Linked DNA regions of Sus scrofa: region 1 is linked to region 2. The links are chromatin contacts, called in public HiChIP or PLAC-seq maps. All regions are on one chromosome and are shown on one strand. Each heading gives the region's core, a stretch centred on a gene start, on an enhancer-like site or on the middle of the called end of the contact. The rest is flanking DNA. Distances are from core to core; before and after follow the strand shown. Region 1 overlaps EHF (ETS homologous factor). Region 2 has its middle 24 kb from the start of APIP.

Evidence for each region. HiChIP or PLAC-seq counts read pairs in DNA pulled down with a chosen protein or histone mark.
Region 1: a contact with region 2 is called in an H3K27ac HiChIP or PLAC-seq map of alveolar macrophages. The contact joins two enhancer-like sites. A contact is called at or near these places in 3 of 47 Hi-C or Micro-C datasets (embryonic fibroblasts and liver) and 1 of 2 datasets of contacts at active chromatin or transcription factors (alveolar macrophages).

The regions. Positions count from the first base shown.
Region 1 is chr2:26,318,045-26,323,998 of Sscrofa11.1, reverse strand. The region is part of intron 2 of EHF (ETS homologous factor); the gene reads left to right. Among named protein-coding and RNA genes, the nearest start is that of EHF, 19 kb to the left of the region's middle. Within about 2 kb of position 4,223, at least 4 of the 83 cell types and tissues checked have an H3K27ac peak or open chromatin away from gene starts, as enhancers often do. A contact at or near this core is called in alveolar macrophages, where this site is marked.
Region 2 is chr2:26,116,138-26,122,210 of Sscrofa11.1, reverse strand. No RefSeq gene overlaps it. Among named protein-coding and RNA genes, the nearest start is that of APIP, 24 kb to the right of the region's middle. Within about 2 kb of position 4,585, at least 5 of the 83 cell types and tissues checked have an H3K27ac peak or open chromatin away from gene starts, as enhancers often do. A contact at or near this core is called in alveolar macrophages, where this site is marked.

The DNA of each region.
Region 1 (5,954 bases), core at 2,974-5,473, 200 kb before region 2:
ACAAGGATCTATTTCAAAGCTACAAAGAATTATATTGCACTTCCCCCCAGGCCCCGATTTGTTTACTGTAATACATCTGATCTATTTTCTAGCTTTGTGTCTTCAAATAAGTTGCTTAAAGTCTCTGTGCCTCCTTTTATCTGTAAAATGGGCATAATATTAGTACCAGCGTCTGGGGCTCTTGCCAGGAGTGAGTGAGACCATTCCTATAAAGCCTAGCTCAATTCCTAGCACATTGTAAACGCTCAAGAAATATAAACTTTCATCCCTGTCATAATTGCGGTGGTTGTTCTGAAAATCTAAAGTCAGTGAGATCCCAAGTTGGTGGCTGTTGATCTTTCCTTGGTGGGAGCATCTTAATCTTTCTCTGGGAAGAAACTCGAATCTTGAAATGGCCAGATTCATTGTCCCAGTCCATCCCAACTCCTTCCTGGCTTCCATTCCCACCTCTTACCTCCCTCCACCCTTCCCGCATTCCTGCGCCCTAGGTCTTATTTATTTTTCAGTCGACTGAGGGTGTTGTTGAATCTTTTCTTTTTCTGGCTGCCCAGTCTGGTTCCGAGGCACTCCACTCCCTGCCCTGCTCATGACAGGAATGCTTGGGAATGCTCAGCCAGCCATATCCCTCCCCTGTCGGGACACCCAGTCCTTAACGCTCCTTGAGAAGTGGCATTTCTGAGGCCGTCCCCCACCTCTGGGCTCCCCCTGAAGCCAGGGGTCTGGTGATAATGAAGGTCCTGTGGCGGAGAGGAAGCTGCAGAGGGAGGTGATAATCTCGGGGACCCTGGCATGTTGCCCACATCCTAGGCTTTCTGCTCAAGGCTTAGAGAGAGATATTAAGAGGCTTCTCCTGACTGTGTGTGTTGAAGGCTGGGTGATGATGCCATTGCTTAATTAGCATTGTCATGATCTCCATTTGAGTGATTTGTTTAGCTATTTGTGACTCTTTTGGGCTTGAGCGCATCATGTGATATTGACAAACTGTTGAGAAATGAGAGCGCGGCGGTGATGCCTGAGTTAGTGCAGCCATTGCACTGTCAACATCTCAGGTCCTTTTCACCTGGGACTTCAAGTCACTTGGCTGCACCTGAGTGCGTATCCACAGGTCGCCTTGGAGGGAGGAATGGCCAGCGTCCTTGCCCTGCTGGGAAAGCTCTGGTCCAGACAACGGGGATTTTCAAATCATACTGCTTGCCCAGGGCTGGATGGAAGAAGTCTTTGGGAGAGGCACGCTGAGTCCCTGCTTTAGGAGGTAACCCCTAGACCACACCTACTCCCTGAGCCACACTGAGTTTCAGAAGTCAACCATTTGGAAGAGTGTGGTTTGAGTTTTGGTCATACCCCGGCAGCCCCTTTCCCTGCCCTTGTTAATCGGATCAGGATCTTAATCTGGGCTGGCTGGAGGCTGGCCATGTCATTCTGTGGATCTTGGACACCCCTCAGTGCCCTCACAGAGCCAGCCAATGGAAAAGTACAGTGTCTTCTGGCTTCTTGGCCCTGCCAGCTCTGGCTGGCCTCTTTGATACCACCTTTTCTTCGGAGGGAGTGGGAGGGTAGCCTTCAAACTGAAAGCATGGGTTTTTCTTTGGTTTTTATAGGAAAAACAAATTGGCATGAACTCTCAGTCGAACCAGCTCAGGCTGTTTGGGCAGATGCCTTTCTTTGCTTTTTTCTGTTTATTTTCCAACAAATCAATGCTTAACTGCGTTGTTATTGGAGCAGAGCAACAGGTGCAAAAAAATAACTCTGCTGCCAACTCAAATGAAAAGGTAGGGCTTATACCCTCTGGGAGGTATTCAGAAGATAACAGAAGCCCCTGCCAGCAACTGAATTAACAGCTCTGTTTACGGTGGGTTTTATGTTAACCTGCCCCTATAACCCTCTGACACATAAACACGCTATTGTCTCGGGGAAAGACATTCAGCCCTCCAGACAACCAACGGCTTTATTCTGCCCTGAGTTGAGATTGGTTTTGGCTGAGGCTGCTTTGTGACACGCAGGGCTGCCAACTCCAGGTCTTAGTGAGGGTTTCCTGGGAAGGCAAGGGCACAGGGTTGCCGGAGAGAGGAGGATCGGTCCTGTTTTTAAACAGTGTTGAAGTTCTCGCCAAGTTCGGTCCTTTCGAAATGCCGGGGCCGGTCGCCTGGCTCTCTCCGCTGTTACTCCACTGTGTGTCTTCAGCAGGAGATGGCGAATGAGGTCAGAGGACATGGGGAAAGAGACATTGTTTTCAGAAGCGGTGTCCTGGCCGAATGGAGCAGGGCAGCTTCTGGGTTTGGTTCCCTGATGTCCACGCAGTGCCTCGCCTCTAGAGGATAGTCGATAAATACCTATTAATCGGAGGGGTAAATAAATATTTATACTAGCAGGACAAACCTTGCTTGATGATGGCTTCTCTCTTCTGAAGGCTAAGACAGCAGTCTTCCTCGGTCTGAGGTCTAAAATCCAGGGTGATTAAGTAATCTTTGGAAGAGCAGGGGTGGGGGTGGGATAGGGGAAGGGCTGACTCAGCCGGCCATGAGCTTCCCCTGTTGGAAGTCATTGTCCCGGCAATGCTCTGCAAGTGCTGTGCTCCGGGGCTGGGTTTGTTTGCTTGGCCTTCAGGGACCCATCCCTCTCAGCGGCTGGGCACTGTTGCCTTGAACCCTTTGGTGGTGCTGAACGTCAGGACCTGCTTCATTTCAAATTGGCAAATAACCGAGTGATAGGATCTCCGCAGATGAACTGGAGCTCGGGTTCTTGGGACCGAATGTGTTGTCTCTGACTTTACAAGGATTTCCTGGCCTTTATGGATATTTCTCTTTCAAGGCCCATCACCGCTGGAGGTGGTTATCTTGTTGTGGGAAGTTGAGGGAAGACAAAGCAGAGGAGCCTTGGACCAGGAGGGCTCGGCTGTGAGAGGGCTTAAGGATTGGTGAGCGGGGGGTTCTTAAAGACATAGAGTCTCATTCACAGGTCTGGGTGGCACCCCAGGAAACTTCAAGTTTAAGTTCTCCTCGGGTGCTGAGGATAGAGGTGGCCTAAAGACTGACTTTTGAGAAACAGCTGTGTGGCCTCTTCAGCCACGTAGAAAAACCACCATCAAATTAATTCTGGATGCTCTGGTTCATCACGTGTGTCCCTTTCCAAAGACCTACAGAGACCTAGGATTGTAATAAGTGGGGGCCTAGGTTTTGTTTTTGGTTTTGGTCTTTGCTATACGTTCTTTATGATTCTTTGGTTTTAGAACAGAGTTGAGGATTCATGGGGAGATAGATACTGAGGTTCAGGGTGGTGGGGAAAATGGTGAAATCTTCACCAGCTTGCCAAACAGAGGTCCAGAATGGCCCTCCTGGATGCAGCACGGTGGCTCCAGCAGCTGCCAATGGGAAGAGCCAATGGGGCCCTTCCTGGTGTCGCCATAGAACTAGGCAACACCCAGGTCCAGTGCAGAGAGCAATAATAGAATCTCTCAGGCCTTCTCTCAGAGGATGGAGTAAACATATCTCCCACCCCCAACCCCACTACAAAGTTTTCTTGACATTTCAATCCAACATGAGTGCAAGAGAGATTTTTTTTTTTTTTAAAGACTCTTGGTGTCCATAGATTTGTAAGAGGTCAGTGGATGGTCTTTAGAGGGCCCAGGGCCCTAAAAAAACCAGGTGTGAATATGCATTTCTGGGAGGAGAGAGCCCTAGTTTCTGTGGAGGTCTCAAAAGCCTCTAAGCTTTTATGACTCAAAGCTTGCTCCATTTTAGTCTGTCGTATAGCTGAACGAGATTGATAAGGGCCCCTGAGGTCATGTAAGGTACTTTTGTCTTTTGATCAAATTTAGTGCCTGTCTGTTGTCAGTATCTGTGTCTTGTGTGGATCTGGCACCAAGAATGATAAAGATCAGCATAATCCGTATGTTTCTAAATGATTTACAGTCAGAAAAGTATATCTGTAATGGATCAGCTCTTGGCCTTCCAATATGGCGTCACTGCTCATGAAAACACTTGAAAGCCCAGGAATAATGCTTCTGATGTTGCCCCTGGAAACATGAAATATCTGTTTCAAAACACGTTATGAGGGTATGAAATTACCTGTGATGTAATCCCGAGAGGATCAAATACATTCCCCAAGCTTGATTCACATTTTGATTCATTTGGAAAACATGAATTATTGTCTATGTTACATTCAGTTAGATTTCACATGTACTTGAATTTTCTTTTCTCCGCCTTGGGAGTAGTTCTTTTGAAATGATAGTCATATTGAAACAGGAAGTCAGTGAGCTATTGCAACATCCTTTGGGCAAGTGCTGTGAATTCACCTGCTGGCAACTTTGATTAAGAACCGAGAATGATCTGGATATCGTGGTCATCACAAAAGTCATTGTTTAAAAGACCTAATCGCTCCTTGGGTTTGAGGAGTGAAAATACCCACACAAGGCAGCCAATTATGAGGCACTTTGGAGATGATGTGGTTGAATGAATCGAGGAGCTGGGAAGAAGGTAGACCATGGCCTTGACTCTCAGTCCCCTGGGGCTGGGAACAGAGACTGCAGGCAAAGCCCTGCTTAAGATTTGCTGTGGGGAGTTCCCGTCGTGGCGCAGTGGTTAACGAATCCGACTAGGAACCATGAAGTTGCGGTTCGATCCCTGCCCTTGCTCAGTGGGTTAACGATCCGGCATTCCGTGAGCTGTGGTGTGGGTTGCAGACACGGCTCGGATCCCGTGTTGCTGTGGCTCTGGTGTAGGCTGGCAGCTACAGCTCCGATTAGACCCCTAGCCTGAGAACCTCCATATGCTGCGGGAGCGGCCCAAGAAATGGCAAAAAGACAAAAAAATAAAAAGATTTGCTGTGGCCCTGGTGACTCCCAGTGTATCTTCCTTTTCTAGCAGAAGCAAACCCCGCTTTTTTGCCTGAGGTCTAATTCAGATGAAGCTCCAACAATCATGGACCTGTTTATCTCCAAAATATAAAATGAACTTTATTGAGTCATAAGAGAAGTATTTATATTAGGAGTTCCCGTCGTGGTGCAGTGGTTAATGCATCCAACTAGGAACCATGAAGTTGCGGGTTCAATCCCTGGCCTTGCTCAGTGGGTTAAGGATCCGGCATTGCTATGAGCTGTGGTGTAGGTTACAGACACGGCTTGGATCCCACGTTGCTGTGGCTGTGGCGTAGGCCGGCGGCTAAGCTCGATTAGATCCCTAGCCTGGGAATCTCCATATGCCGCAGGAAGTGGCCCTGGAAAAGGCAAAAAGATAATTAAAAAAAAAAAAAAGAGAGAGGAGAGAAGTATTTATATTATATGTATGCATAAATATTCATATTTATCCATGTATATAAGTATGTATGTATCTATAAATGTATAGGTGTATAGATCTGTTTTAATGGCTGAAAGAGTATCATTGATAAAACTGGCCCTGCTTTTGAACCCTAGCATATTCCTACCTAAGCATGTTGTAGACATGGCAAAACGAAGAGAGCTTTCCATGCTCTCATCCTAAAAGTCACTCTTTGATATACTGGAAAAAGATGACTATGGGTTGCTCTGGCAAAGAAGGAAAATCAGGGTCCCTGCATGACTGAGTGATCTGGAGAATTTTATAATCTTGGAGAAACGTGGTAGAGGTGAGAGGCCCCAGATGGCACCAGGAGAGAGCAGTGACTATGTATGAAATGGGGGCAGGGGGCAAGTTGAGTTGAGGGCGTCTTTCTTCTCTGGCAAAGCACCCCCTTCTCAGCAGAAAGTTCCCAGGGTTTATTGCTAGGCAGTCCGGGTTTGAGTGCTCTTCTAGCTCCAATTCTTTCGAGGCTGTGTGAGCTTGAACAAATGACCTAACCCCTCTGAGCCTCAGCTAAGCCCCAGATAAGTGACATCTTGCCTTATAGAGTGATTGTAATATTGACTGACATGATGCACTTAAAACTATTAGCACAGAGCCAGTGCATTTTAAACGTTCAATAAGCCCCAGCTGCTGTAGTAG
Region 2 (6,073 bases), core at 3,336-5,835:
ACATTGTAAATCAACTATAATAGAAAAAATAAAAATCTTAAAAATAAATAAAGTCCTGACCATAGCACTTGGGCTCCTAAAAAATAGGGACATCTATGATTATTGCAGTTACATCCAGCCTGTGCTGGGCATATTCTAATGACTTGAATAAATTCATTTTCTTTAACAATCTTCTAAATCGGAAAATTTTAAGAATAATTATAGAGAAGATTAATACTATATTTAATTGTCTTGTTTAGTCTGGTTTCTACAAGTTCAATAATGAAAAGCTTGTAGAATTTTCAACAAGGAGGAAGTGAGTGGAGGAAAATTATAGCTATTTGTCTTTAGCCCGGTTTATTTAATTTTTAGAAAAATTTCACAGTAAAATTACACAGTTAGAGACAACGGTGTCTGATAAGGAACTGAACACTGCGTATAACTTATAACCACAAACGAATACTTATTTCAGTGATTATCATCCCAAATGTGATGATAGTGGTGATAGATTATAGGTCAATGAAATGAAAACAAAAATCTATTTCTCTTGTAGTCCTGTTTTAAAGAACTTGATGGGAGAATTCTAATTGCTTCTTGAAAAGTGAAGTCAGGTAGAAGTCCCACATCTGACTACCTTGACCAGAATTGCTGATGCGACAAGGCAGTTTTCTTAATCAAAACAGAAGTATTTGAGGAGTTCTGTTGTGACTCAGCAGAAGCGAATCTGACTAGCATCCATGAGGACACAGGTTCTATCCCTGGCCTTGCTCATTGGGTTAAGGATCTGGCGTTGCCATGAGCTGTGGTGTAGGTTGCAGATGCAGCTGGAGTCCAGCGTTGCTATGGCTGTGGGGTAGGTCGGTGGCTACAGCTCCAATTCTCTGATCCCTAGCCTGGGAATCCCCATATGCCATGAGTGCGGCCTAAAAAGACAAAAAACAAAAAAACAAAAAAATGAGAGTATTTGAGCCGATTGAAATATAAGGCTTTACCATTCTGATTGGGACACTCTCTGGGGAACTATATTATTTTGTGCCTCTCACAAAAGAGAGTTGGGTGGGACCAGAAGTTTCTAAAATCATTTGAGAAACAAATAGTACTCTTGACTAAAATGTTAATCCCTTTTTCAATCTGGGAGTGAATGGAATGTCCTGCACTTAATGCAATAAAAGTGTTTGATCTAGATCTCTTACCAGTTTAATCTTTCATTCATAACCAACCTTTTCCCCTCCTTATTTAAAGAAGTAGGGATAATTGAGAGAAAAACAGTCACAAGGGCTTGTGAAGAACGCCTTTTGCTCCCTTCCACAAACATTCACCAAGCACCCATGTGTCAGACCCTGGGAATAAGCGCTCCCTGAGCTGTGTGTGGTCACCTGTGGACCTCAGCTCCTAGCAGTCACATCCTAGGGCTCGTATTCTTCTTTAAAAACAACAACAATAGCTAACAGACTTCCACCAACTACTCCCAACTCTAAACCTGGTTTTGCACATCTTTTCTATATGCCCACTGGTAAAAATAACAGCGTACAGTCAGAGATAGGCTGTACTATGGCACAGCTTAAATGACTTACTTGCATTACAATTACCTTGGGGGGGTAGCTAAGGGGTGTTTAGGAAAGGAAGTGCATAGTTTGAGTGCACTCCTAGTATACAGCAGGCACTGTGGTAAGGACTTTATATGCTTTCTCTTAAATTCTACGTAATTATTATTCCAATCTGAGCTCAATTTTCTCATCCAAAAAAATGGGATAATACCTTGAAGTCCTCTCATGTGGATTAAATGGGACTATAGAAAGGGGGGTAATGAATAATTAGTGAATGGCTTCTGTGGGTGGAGCACTATAGCTTGTTCCTTCGCGTGCTTTATCTCATTCATTAGCTCCATTTCAAGAATGAGGAAAATGACGTTAAGCAGAAGTAACACAAACGATTTCTCCCTGGTGGACGAATCTTCACCAAGAATCCAGAAAACCAGTTTTATGGAATCCTGACAGTGTGTCAGGCATTTTTCCTTGGTTGTCGTGAACAAGACAGAGGTCTGTATCAAGGTTTTGGTGCCGCTGTCCAGAAAGTGTTTGGGAGTGGGGGGAGGGTGAAGGCTGATACAGAAGAAAAATCAATGGCACTGTTTTGGGCCACGGTAGGTTTAAGATGCCCGTTAGACATCCCAGAGGTGAGATGTAGGAGGTGGAGAGATTCGTTTGGAATGTAAGGGACACATCTGGGTAGAGATAAGACACTGTGAGTCATCGACATATAGATATTTAAAGCTATGGCAGAGTTCCCATTGTGGCTCAGTGGGTTAAGGCCCTGACATTATGACCTTGTATCTGTGAGAAGGTGGGTTTGATCCCTGGTTCCGCTCAGTGAGTTAAGGATCTGGTGTTGCTGAAAGCTGTGGCATAGGTTACAGATACAGCTTGGATCCAGTGTTGCTGTGGCTGTGGCAGAGGCTGCAGCTGAGCTGCAGCTCTGATTCGAACCCTAGCCCAGGAACTTCCATATGCCGCAGGTGCAGCCGTAACAAGAAAAAAATAAAATAAAATAAAGCTATGGCCCTTGATTAGATTTCCTAGGAAAAAAGTATAGGTGGGGAATCTGGTTAAGGGCAGGGAGCCCTGAGCCCCTCCAACATTTAACTGTCTACAGAGGAGAATATCCAAGAACCGCAGAAGTGATCACTGAGGTAAGAAGAAAATCCAATGAAACCAGGGTCATGGAAGCCAAGAGAAAAATTTTCAGGAAAAGTTTCAAGGAGGGATTGCTCAGTAGTGATGCTGCGATAAAGCCACGTAAAATACAGAGACTTGACCACTAGTTTTGGCAAAAAGGTGGTCTTTCATTCAGCAGGTATTTACCTTTGTATTGGGTACTCCTCAAGGGACTAGGGATACGGGTGTGAATGAAACAGGAAAATCCCTGCCCTCGTGGGATTCACATACTGGTGAGAGAATGAAGATAAGCAATTAAATCATAGTATGCTAGTCGATTCTGAGGACTTTATAGGAAACTAAAGCAGGGAAGGAGAGCATTTGGGGTATGGAGGGAGGGGTTGCAATTTAGAATAAGAGTAACCAGGCAATCAACCTGGAGCTTGCACCTGTCCATTATTTCATCCAAGAATGAAGCTTCCCTTTGCTTCTGAATTGAACTCGTCTCATTCAGTTAACTTGAAGGACGCAGGCAGAAGGACCCTTGGTGTGGCCCCACTGGAAAGATCCCACCTTAGCAAGTGAAATCTTGCCTATAGTCCTGGGAGAGCAAGCCCTCCTAGTTGTCAGTTGCTGGCAGTCAGAGGATCTCATACAAGGAAGACCTTTGGAAGATAACAGTGGAGGGAGTTCCCCATTGTGGCTCAGTAGGTTAAGAAGCTGACTAGTATCCATGAGGATGCAGGTTCAATCCCCAGCCTCCCTAAGTGGGTTAAGGATCCAGTGTTGCCAAAAGCTGTGGTGTAAGTCGCAGATGTGGCTCAGATCTGGTGTTGCTCTGGCTGTGGTGTAGGCCGGCAGCTGTAGCGCTGATTCGACCCCTAGTCTGGGGACTTCCATATGCTGCAGATAAGAACATAAAAAAAGATAACCATGGAGCCACATGTGGGAAGGGCATTCTAGCAAGAGGCCCCAGCAAGGGCAAATGTTCTGAGGCTAGAGCTACTGGGCATTTCAAAAAAATAATAAATAAATAACGTAAAATAAGAGTACTTAGGAAGACAGCACAGAGATAACGTGTGACGTCCTGAGTAAGCAGAGGGAATGAGCTAAGCCGGAGTCTGGGGGAAGGGCCCTGAGAGGGAAGAACACGTGTGGAAGTGCCTAGAAACCCAAAGGTTTCAGCAGGATGGCAGAGCAGCTGCAGCAGAACAAGTGCAAAGGAGGTGACTGATAGGCTGGGGAGCGGTGGAGACGGCGAGGAGCGTTCATTGTGAGGCAGGAAGCCCAGGTTTTGAGCAGAGGAGTGCTGGGCTGGCTGCCGTATTGAGAAGACACTGTTGGGAAGGGGTTGGGGGGCGGCAACTGCTGTCATTTAGGTGAGAAAGGGTGGATCTTGGGCCAGGTGGTGACTGAATGCCGTCATAAGTTTAGAAACTATTGTCCGTGTAAAGCCGAGGGGATTTGCTGATGAGCTGGATGTGGTGTGTCAAAGAAACCGCCGCGCAGGATGTGTCTGAGTGCCTGGAAGGATGGAGCTGCCACTGAGTTAGGGCAGACTCCAGGAAGTGGGGAATTGTTTCTGGATTTGGGAGGAGATCTACTGCTTAAGGGAAGAGGCTGGCCTTAGTGGGAGGAGGCATTGACGGTTCATCACGGAATACGAGCAGGCAGGGGGAAGCCTGTGCAAATTCTCTCATGGTGGCTTTGATTTTTTTCAGTGAAATAGCCATCAAGTCATCAGCCAGGAGTGAATATGGGAGAGAAGTGCTTGACGTTTGAAGGAAGAAGTCATTGTCAAGGAGGGGAGGGGAATGAAAAGACTGGGGTAATTAAATAAAATTCAGCATGAAGGGCCCACTTGACCTTGATGCGGTTGTGTTCTCCCTCAGTGGCAGAGTTAGAAGAGCGCTGGAATTAACTGCGATTGAAGGTTTGCTGAGCACAAAGAAACAGGAGAGGGGGAAAGCCTTTTGGTGTTCAAGGAATTCACTCACTCCAGCCCTAGGGGCAAGAGGAAGTGAAAATAAGCGCCACTGAGAGCTTCAGGGGAAACCATGTCCCCAGGAGAAAGAGGTTTCGCTTAGAGCAAAGAAAGGAAGCATTCAAAAGGTTGAGGGTGTGGGGGGTCCCTTCTTCTTGGTAAAGCAGTTTCAGTGGGGTGGGGTGGCTGGATTGGAGTGGGCCAAGGAGCAATTCAGAGAACAGAAGTTGACAGCAAAGTGGGCAACCCTTTCAAAAAGGTTGGCTCTATTGGTGCTGGAGTTAGTTGAAGGTTGGTTGAAGGCAGTTTGGTATATTTTACGATGGAAAACGTTACAGCAGGTTTTTTGTTTCTGTTTTTTTATGGTCACACCCACGGCATATGGAAGTTACCAGGCCAGGGATCAAATCTGAGCCGCAGCTGCAACCTATGCCACAGCTGTGGCAACACCAGATCCATTAACCCACTGCACCTCCACAGTGACTGTGCAAATACAGTCAGATTCTTAACCCACTCTGCCACAGTGGTAACTCCTACAGCACATTTTTATACCAACAGAAGAGGGTGAAAAATTGATGGTGTTCCCTGGTGGCTCAGTGGGTTAAGGATCCAGTGCTGTGGCTCAGGTCACTGCAGTGGTTTGGGTTTGATCTCTGGCCTGGGAATTTCTGCATGCTGCAGGTGCAGAAAAAAAAAAAAAAAAAAAAAAAAAGACAATGCAAGAAAGAAATGCAGAAGCAAAGCCCATGAGAAGGCAAGAGGACATTAATGGATCCAAGGTGTAAGGGGAAGAACTGATCTTAAAATTCAGTAGAAGGAAAGTTCCAAAGAGGGCTGGAGGCAGGAAGGTTGGTGGAAACATGAAACGGGAAGATAAGTTAGTTCTCTTTGGAATAAATCTATTTATCTCTAAAAAGTATGAAAGGAGGTTTTTTCTGAGAAATGGTAGCAGGAAGAATGTCAGATATTAGATGGCAGGTAAGCAAGGCTGTGAGGAGAAATGGACGCCAGGTGGGGAAATGAACTTACGAGGGAACTGTAGTGGATTTGTTTGGCAGCATCAAGTGCCCACCTGAGATGTGTGGTCATAAATCTGAAGTGAGATGAGTCAACACAGTTGTGCAATTTCTCCCATCAGGCCTTCTGCTTGGGTACAAGTGCCAAGTAAGTGGCTCACAAGGCCTGGGGATTTTGCCGGGTGAGTATGATGGAGGGGGCAAGATACCAGGGGGTTAGGATGTTTGCAATCAAGTGCTGGCCATCATCTATGCTACCTAAGGGAAGAAGCCAGGACATGAAAAGGTTCATAGACAATGACAAATGGTAAGGTCAAGCGATGGGAAGCTGGATGCGGCTGAAGAATTGCTGGAGTGAAAGAAAACTCCAACACTACAAGATGATAAACTGAGGCGGAGGGGTATGAGACTGACTTTGGAGATGGTGCATTTTTTTCTCC